Linked DNA regions of Zea mays: region 1 is linked to region 2. A link is a contact called in public Hi-C data. All regions are on one chromosome and are shown on one strand. The core of a region is the stretch at or near the end of the contact, and the rest is flanking DNA. Distances in the headings are between cores, read along the strand shown.

What was found. Hi-C and Micro-C count contacts between places; a contact is called where the count stands out from the background.
Region 1: a contact with region 2 is called in a Hi-C map of leaf mesophyll, with 3 times the contacts expected there. The contact joins the promoter of LOC100284288 here to the promoter of LOC100273287 in region 2. A contact is called at or near these places in 2 of 25 Hi-C or Micro-C datasets (endosperm and leaf mesophyll).

Annotation. Positions count from the first base shown.
Region 1 is chr1:286,710,143-286,713,894 of Zm-B73-REFERENCE-NAM-5.0, forward strand. LOC100284288 reads right to left here and starts at 2,448. Exons shown (of 1, transcript NM_001157183.2): 1 at 1,083-2,448. The coding sequence starts at 2,326. The coding sequence ends at 1,490.
Region 2 is chr1:285,861,255-285,864,656 of Zm-B73-REFERENCE-NAM-5.0, forward strand. It overlaps LOC100273287, which reads right to left and starts at 1,833. Exons shown (of 17, transcript NM_001147728.1): 1 at 1,669-1,833; 2 at 901-1,274; 3 at 750-794; 4 at 618-658; 5 at 62-143. The coding sequence starts at 1,035. LOC103644037 (probable protein phosphatase 2C 34) reads right to left here. Exons shown (of 4, transcript XM_008667229.3): 3 at 3,152-3,388; 4 at 2,356-3,062. The coding sequence ends at 2,802.

The DNA of each region.
Region 1 (3,752 bases), core at 1,198-3,697, 850 kb after region 2:
TGGCAGCTCCGGGAATCCATCCCATCGTAGAGCGAACTGACCTAATCAGCGATGAAAACATGGCGTGCGTCACCATGGCGTGGACCCAAAGACAAAAAAGAACGGAAGATGGCAAGGCAAGCCCGGGACGAAACTGCCGGCCGGTGCGAACATATCCTCCTGCAGCATCCAGAACGCACCGAGCTGCCCAACTTGCCAACTCTCCCAGAGACGTGCGCACCACCGTCGCGGGACCGGTGGCGGGTCGCCCACGCCATGTCCAGTGAAACCGCTCCGCAGGACGCGAGGACGCCACGTGAAGCATGCGGAACTCCCGCCCCGTCGTCGACGCCAACTCGCCAGGCACGCTTCTTCAACGCCCGCCCATACACTACATACGCGACCGAGCCGCGGCCACGCGCACGCACCCGGCGCACGTCGGCACCACCACCACCACCACCACCACGTCGTGCGCGTCACTCGCGACGCAGCCAGCGCCGCGGACGGTTCGGCGTGGAAGTGGGCGGGAAGCATCATGGCACGTACGTACGCACGGCACGGCACGGGGCGAGGCGAGACGCACCTAGATTTTCCGCATGGCTTCCAAGTTCCATTCCACCACCAAATGCGGCTGGCCGCTGCGAACTGTTGCGTCGAAAGCGATCCGGCCGCCAGTCGGCACGGCACGCACTTATCAACACCGGCCGGCGGGCGGGCGGGGCGACGTCGCTGTCGGCGGGCGTTCCACCCGCTAGTGGGCGCCGTCCGTCGGCGTTCCCGAAGCCGCAACGGCCCCAGGTTTGCTGTTCCCACTTGTGGCGGCGGGCGCAGGGCGTCGCTGCTCCGCAACCGCAGCAAGTGGTGGACGCTCGTGGAACCGGATTAATGTTATCGCCAGCCGGGATTGATGGACGTCACTGGCTGAGTACGCGAGGACGACGAAAGAAAAAAAAAGGTAGGATATGAGGGAGGACGTTGCTTCTGAGAGGCGAAGCAGACTGCTCCGTTTCTTACCATGGAAGCAAGCCAGCCAAAGGGATGGTTCGAGCTGGCAACGGAAAGAGCATCTGCAACTGCATCTACAGAGACTTGAACCAGGCATGGAACAAATGGGTATCTGATTCCATACTAATCTCCAATCCATCATTTACAATAAGCTTATGATACAAAACCACTAATTCACCAATGATCTCTGATAATGAGAACCAAGTGTGTATGAACTGTAGTGTACTGACAGCTAATAAGGATACAAGTTCTACTCTTCCACAGGAATAGGAAGACCTATAGGTACGGTATTGTATTGGTATGTATACGATGACTATGCATCTTTTCTCGCACTCGGTACTGTACAAGAGGAGCAGCCACAAAAATCAAACAATAGCGCTACTGGCACCATACGAAATGAATGAACGAATAGTGTGTTCCACTTCCACCGCTGAACTCGGCAGCTGCGGACCAAAATCTTGGACGGGTGATGAGATGAGATCCGCCGCCCGCGCGCGCAGCGGTTTCACGCGGTCATGAGGAGGCGGGGCTTCTTGAAGGCGAGGGGGCTCTGCACCTCCTCGTCCTCCTCCCACATCTTGCCGGGCTTGCCGCACCGGAACACGAACTCCGGCACGGCCGGGAGGTTGAGGTCGAACGCACGCGCGGCGGAGCTCCCGACCTCGGCGGACGTCTCGGCGGGCGCCGCCGGGACGTCGGTGGACGCGGCGGCGCTGCCGACGCCCCCGTCGTAGTGCTTCCTCTTGTGCCCGCCGAGCGCCTGGCCGGTCGGGAACTCCTTGTGGCAGACGGAGCACCTGTGGACTCTGCTCGAGGCCGCCCCGTCGGAGGACGCGGCGGTGGATGACGTGGCCGGCTCGCGGCCGACCTCGACTGGCGGCAGCGGCGGGACGACGACGGTGATCGGGGCGGGGGCCTCCGGGACGGGCACTGCTGCCGAGACAGTTACAGCGGCGGCAGTAGGAGGAGGAGGAGGCGTCGGCAGCTTGACCCGGTGGCTGGTCTTGTGGCCCCCCAGCGCCTGGTAGGAGCTGAAGGACTTGCCGCAGACGGAGCACCTGAACTCCGCGGCGGCCGGCGCCGCGGACGGGACCGGCGTTGGCGGCGCCTGGACGCGGTGGTGGCCACCGCGGGAGAGCATGAGGAGGCAGAGCGCGAGGTTCTCCTCCTCCGATCGCTGGCGGCGCGAGCGCTTCCTCTTGGCCCACCCCTGGGGCACGTGGGCGCCCTCGTCCCCGCCCGTGGCGGTGGCGCTGCTGCTCGTGGTCGTCGCTGCGGGCGCGACCTCCTCCTCGCTCTGCTTCTCCGGGACGACGGCGTGGAGCAGCTCCATGGAAGACATGGTAGAATAATGCAAGCTCAAGCTTCGCTGGGAGACGGGGCTGTTTGGCTGCGACTTGTTCTCGCGGTGGTTGCTTGGGCGCCTTGCTCTCGCTCGCTGTGGTGAGACTGTGCGAGTGTGATGAGTGAGGGGAGTGAGGGTTTTAAAGCGGTGGCGGGTGTGTGATGGGGCGTGGGAAGTTGCGTCGTAGGTGGGGGTAGTGAGGTGGTCGCGGCGTGGGCACGCACGCGGCACAGTCACAGGTGGGGGCGCGGCGGCAGTGGGTGGGAAGCCGGTGGAGTGGCGGCTAGAGACGGGTTGGGTTGAGACGTTGAGTTGAGTAGTCTCGTTCGGGTGGGTGCATGGGTGGTGGACGGAGGCGGCGAGAGGGCTGCAGGGAAGAGGTCGTGGTCAACGTGGAGGCGAAGACACGGAGAGGATGCAAAGGGGAAGCCGGGCAGCACAACTTGCCTGCCGCTGAGCTGAGCGGTGCGGTGCGGTGGAACGAGAACGACGACTGGTCGTGCGAGTGTGGTAGGGTAGGAGAGTGTGTACAGGTACAGGCCAGCTAGTATGTGCGAGAAAAGAGAGGTGTGGGGAGGGAGGACTGACCGGGGCGCGCGGCTCCTGCGTCGCTGTGGATGTGAGATGCGGTCGTCGTCGGTTGCGGATCCATACATATCTCGAACCGATCCACGCATACCCGGCTTGATCCGGCAACGCTGGACGCGCGGGCGGGCAGACGGACCCGGATCGAGTAATAAGCAAGCAAAAAAAACAACGAATTACAGCAGGTTTTATTTTTCTTTTTGCGAACCAACAAATTAAGCTTCCATATTTTAACTAGTGTGTGCACACTGAAAACTGAAGTACGTAGTATGTCACAAACTTTGTTGGCGCTTATATATTACTACGGTGCTGCGCGGTAGTAGTAGGAAGAGGAGGATGAGCAGTTTGTCTGGTGTCTGCGCTAGTAGCCTAGTACTCTGCGAGGCATTTTAAGCACATGCGCAAACATGCAAACGCTTGAGCGGTGGTCCTCGGCTCCCCGTCGCCCCCTGTTCTGGCCAGGCAGACGGTTCCAAGTCCAAAACAAACCAGAACCGAACCGGTAGCAACTAGCAAGTCGGGCGCAGACCACGCGGTGGGTGGGCCCGCAACAGCGCGCATGGAAGATTCCAACAGCCTGGGCACCTCGAGGGGGTCAGTTAAAATAACCCATCGCGTATGAGCTTCCGTCGGCTGAAGTGGCACCGGGTTGCATGGATCTTCTGCATCTACCAGATAGGCACGCGGTTGCGGAGAATTTTTCTTTTCTTTTCTAGATGGGTTAATGGCAGTGGGAGCAGCCGTTGACACTTGCGCTGTCACAGTCTCGCGTTAGTACGTTCACGCACATGATATATAAGCTGTAGTAAAGAAATTGGAATCGGTAGTTAAGTTCTGT
Region 2 (3,402 bases), core at 583-3,082:
AGAGAGCTTAGTTTTGCCAAAATCAACAAAATAAGACATAATCGCTATGCAGAACACATACCTCACTCTGCCCCAACGGAACCTCCAAGCTGTAGCAGCATCCCTTGGGTTGGAGTTGTCCAGCAAACTGAATCTCGTTGTTCCTACAACACAAGGATACAGACTCAAATTATTACCATCAATTGGCAAGTAATATCCAGTGTTATTAAAACTATGTTTAAACGACGTTTAAACGTCAAAAATCTAATTAGAGGTTGAAACCGTGTTTTGGCATTCTAAACTATAAAACACAGTGTTTCATGCATTTTAGACTATTAGCTACTTTTGGACCCAGTCTGTTAGTTACTTTTGGGTCCAATCCGGCTCATGGGTGAAGTTTTGGTAAGCCACTAACCTCTCTGTTTTGGTTTTAACTTCATATTATTGTCTGAAATTATGATATATTGTATTTTTCCTGTGTTGTTTAAAACTGTATATAAAGTTCGTTTAAACGTTTAAAAGTCAAAACTTCACCCATGAGCTTTCAACGTTTTATCGTTTTAATAACCTTGGTAGTATCTCTACTAATCATTGACCTGGACAAATTCCAATAAACAAGAATTTGGGCATATCGTTACCTCTCACCACAATGTGGGCACTCGAAGGCCATCAGAACCACCTGCAGATTCACAAAAGCAAATTTCACAACTCCAGTCTAACCAACAATACTAATCAGAACAAGAAGCTGAGGCCATGAGCACAGAAAGTACCTCCCGGAAGTGCGGGATCAACGTCAGCAAAAGCCTCGTGATGCCCTAACCCCATGAAAGCGAAGCAACAGGCCTCAGAACCTTCGACAAGCACCCCAACAGAAGAGGACGGAACCATCAAAAAAGAGAGGTGAGGTACGGGAGCACTCACGTTCTCGCCGCAGCGCATGCAAAGGGACTCAATCTCGTGGAGAGGCGTGGCGTGCGCCTCCTCGTCAGCAGCCACCGACTCCGCCGCGGAGCCAAGGTCCACCACCACACGCCCTTCATTGCCAGAGCTCGCCATTGACGCAGGGAATAGGAGTCAGCTGGAACACTCGTGGACGAGACAGCTCCGTGAAAGCTTCTGGTGCGTTGATTTAGCTATGGTGGTCACGGCTCGCGGGAGTCGCTCTGGAGGTTTGGCGGCCAATGTTTTCAGATTGCCTTATCGTTTCTGATCGCCAGAAGGGCGATCAGCCGACTAATCACGATTAATCGACGATCAACCCGATTAATCAGCCACAACAAATCAGCATTCAACACCTGCAGAGATATGCTCATTAGCATTCAACAACACCTCACAACAGTCTAAATCTAAATTCAAGGCAGCAGCATTCAACATTCATCATTCAAGCTATAGGCTCCGTTTGGCTGGCACAGCTGCTGCTTGTTGAAAAAGTAGCTTATCTGAGAAGCAGATGAAAAGCAGCTTATCTGAGAAGCAGATGAAAAGCAGCTTCTGATTGGCAGCTGAACTGATAAGTTGCTGCAAAAGCTGTCTATTTGGCAGAACTTCTGCTTAAATGTGTGAAGAGACTGAAAATAAGCTGTGCCAAACAGGGCCATAATCAAATCAGCAAAACAGATACAGCCTATCGGGGACTGGGGAGAAGAGATGGACTGGTGGAGCCGTGGAGACATGGAGCCTTCACCGTACCTGCAGGCTGGCGCCGCCGCACCAGGGATGGAGGAGGGGCCGAGGGGGACGATGCCGCCGTATCCCCCCGTAAGTGATAGCGCGCCGCGGTCGCCTGCACAGTGCTCCGCTAGGGTTCCTCGCCAGCTGGTTCGCGTCGCGTGTGCTGGGCAGCCTGGGCTTTGCTGTTGCCTGTTGGCTTGGCTATGCTCACGTGGGATGGGAAAAAGGAAGCCTGGGCTGGGCCGATGGGCCGGAATTCCAAAGCAGTGATGGGCCGAAATTGTTGGCCGCGCGCACGACGACTGCAGCTGCCCGCACTGCGCGGCGCAGCGAAGGAGGCAGCGGCCGCCATTTTTTTGGCTCGGTTCTTTAGTGGGACCTTTGGGGCTTTGCTTACGTTTCGGAGATGAGGTCTGTAAAATACTGTGGAAGCTTCTAGCTTCTAGGCTTGTAGGCTCACTGGCTCAGGGAATCAGAAGAGACGCCCAGTATTATACTCCGTGTTCCCGTTCGGAAGTGAGGGGCGTTTAAACATTCCGTTCGTAAAGAAGTTTCCAATTACAAACCATGAAGTTTCCGTTCGTAAACAACGCCGCGAATGATCTAAACAGTCCGTTCCACAGCACGAACCATGAAGAGTTTCAACGATTCCAGGTAGAGGTAATCTTGTAACTACATACAACGAAGTTTTGACAAAAAGCAATGCTAAATGAAATAAGAGCATCTCATCCGTTGCAAATAAATAGTATATATTCTCATGTCACAACCTAACTTCTAGATCATAAGCAGAGCATATGTTCTTTGGTCACCAGTCACCACTAACCTCCAGTTGCGTCATCAACTATTTCACGACACCTCTGTATTACAGATTTCTTAAATTAAATCCGATACAATGGACGGATTTACCACTGGGTAAGCATAATCAGACAAAAAGAAACAAGAAAATGATCTGACTGACCAATTACGCTACGTAGTTCCAGACCAAATGATCTTTTCCGATGCTACACACCCACGCTATCTATGTACATCTCGAGTTCTTCCCTTCCTATGGCTATGGCACTGCAGTCCCTCAGCTCTACAACTCCACCGTTCACCAGCAGGAGAGCGCAAGGCAAACCCCAGTCTTCTACTCTAGCCAGAGTTCAGCTCTTTTAACCGTGCAAGGGCTCCGCAGACTGGTGTGTGTTGGAGGAGTATATGTCGACGGGAGCACTGATGCAGTTGCTACTCGAGTCAACGACCCTAGTGTGGCGGCGCTCACGGTGGCGATCAAGGAAGACCACGACGACGCTGATGTCGTCATGGAAATGCCGCCTCACTCCCTTGTCGATCGTCCTCAAGTCACGGTACCTGACCTCCCTCTTCCTGGCTGCCTCCTTCAAGGCAGCCTTCACCAGTCTGTTGGCGATCCCCTGAAAGAGTTCGTGACGACACACAATTAGTCAGGCTGCAAACGGCGCGAGCATAGAGAAAGGGGCCCTATGATGGAATGGTCACTCACAGTTCTCGGATTCTTGAAGACAATCTGCACCGCTGCGTCATCGCTGAGGTGCTCCCAAAGACCGTCTGAAGCAAATATCAGAAACAGGTCGTTTGGTTTCAGCTTGCGTACTTGAACCGATGGTTCAGCACTAAGAGCTGGCCTCTTCAACGCAATAGGGGGCCCAACTTGCCGAAACAAGGGGTCCAAGCTGTACTCCGGTTTCTTCAGATAAAAATCACCAATGGATCTTGATACCTGACATTACAACC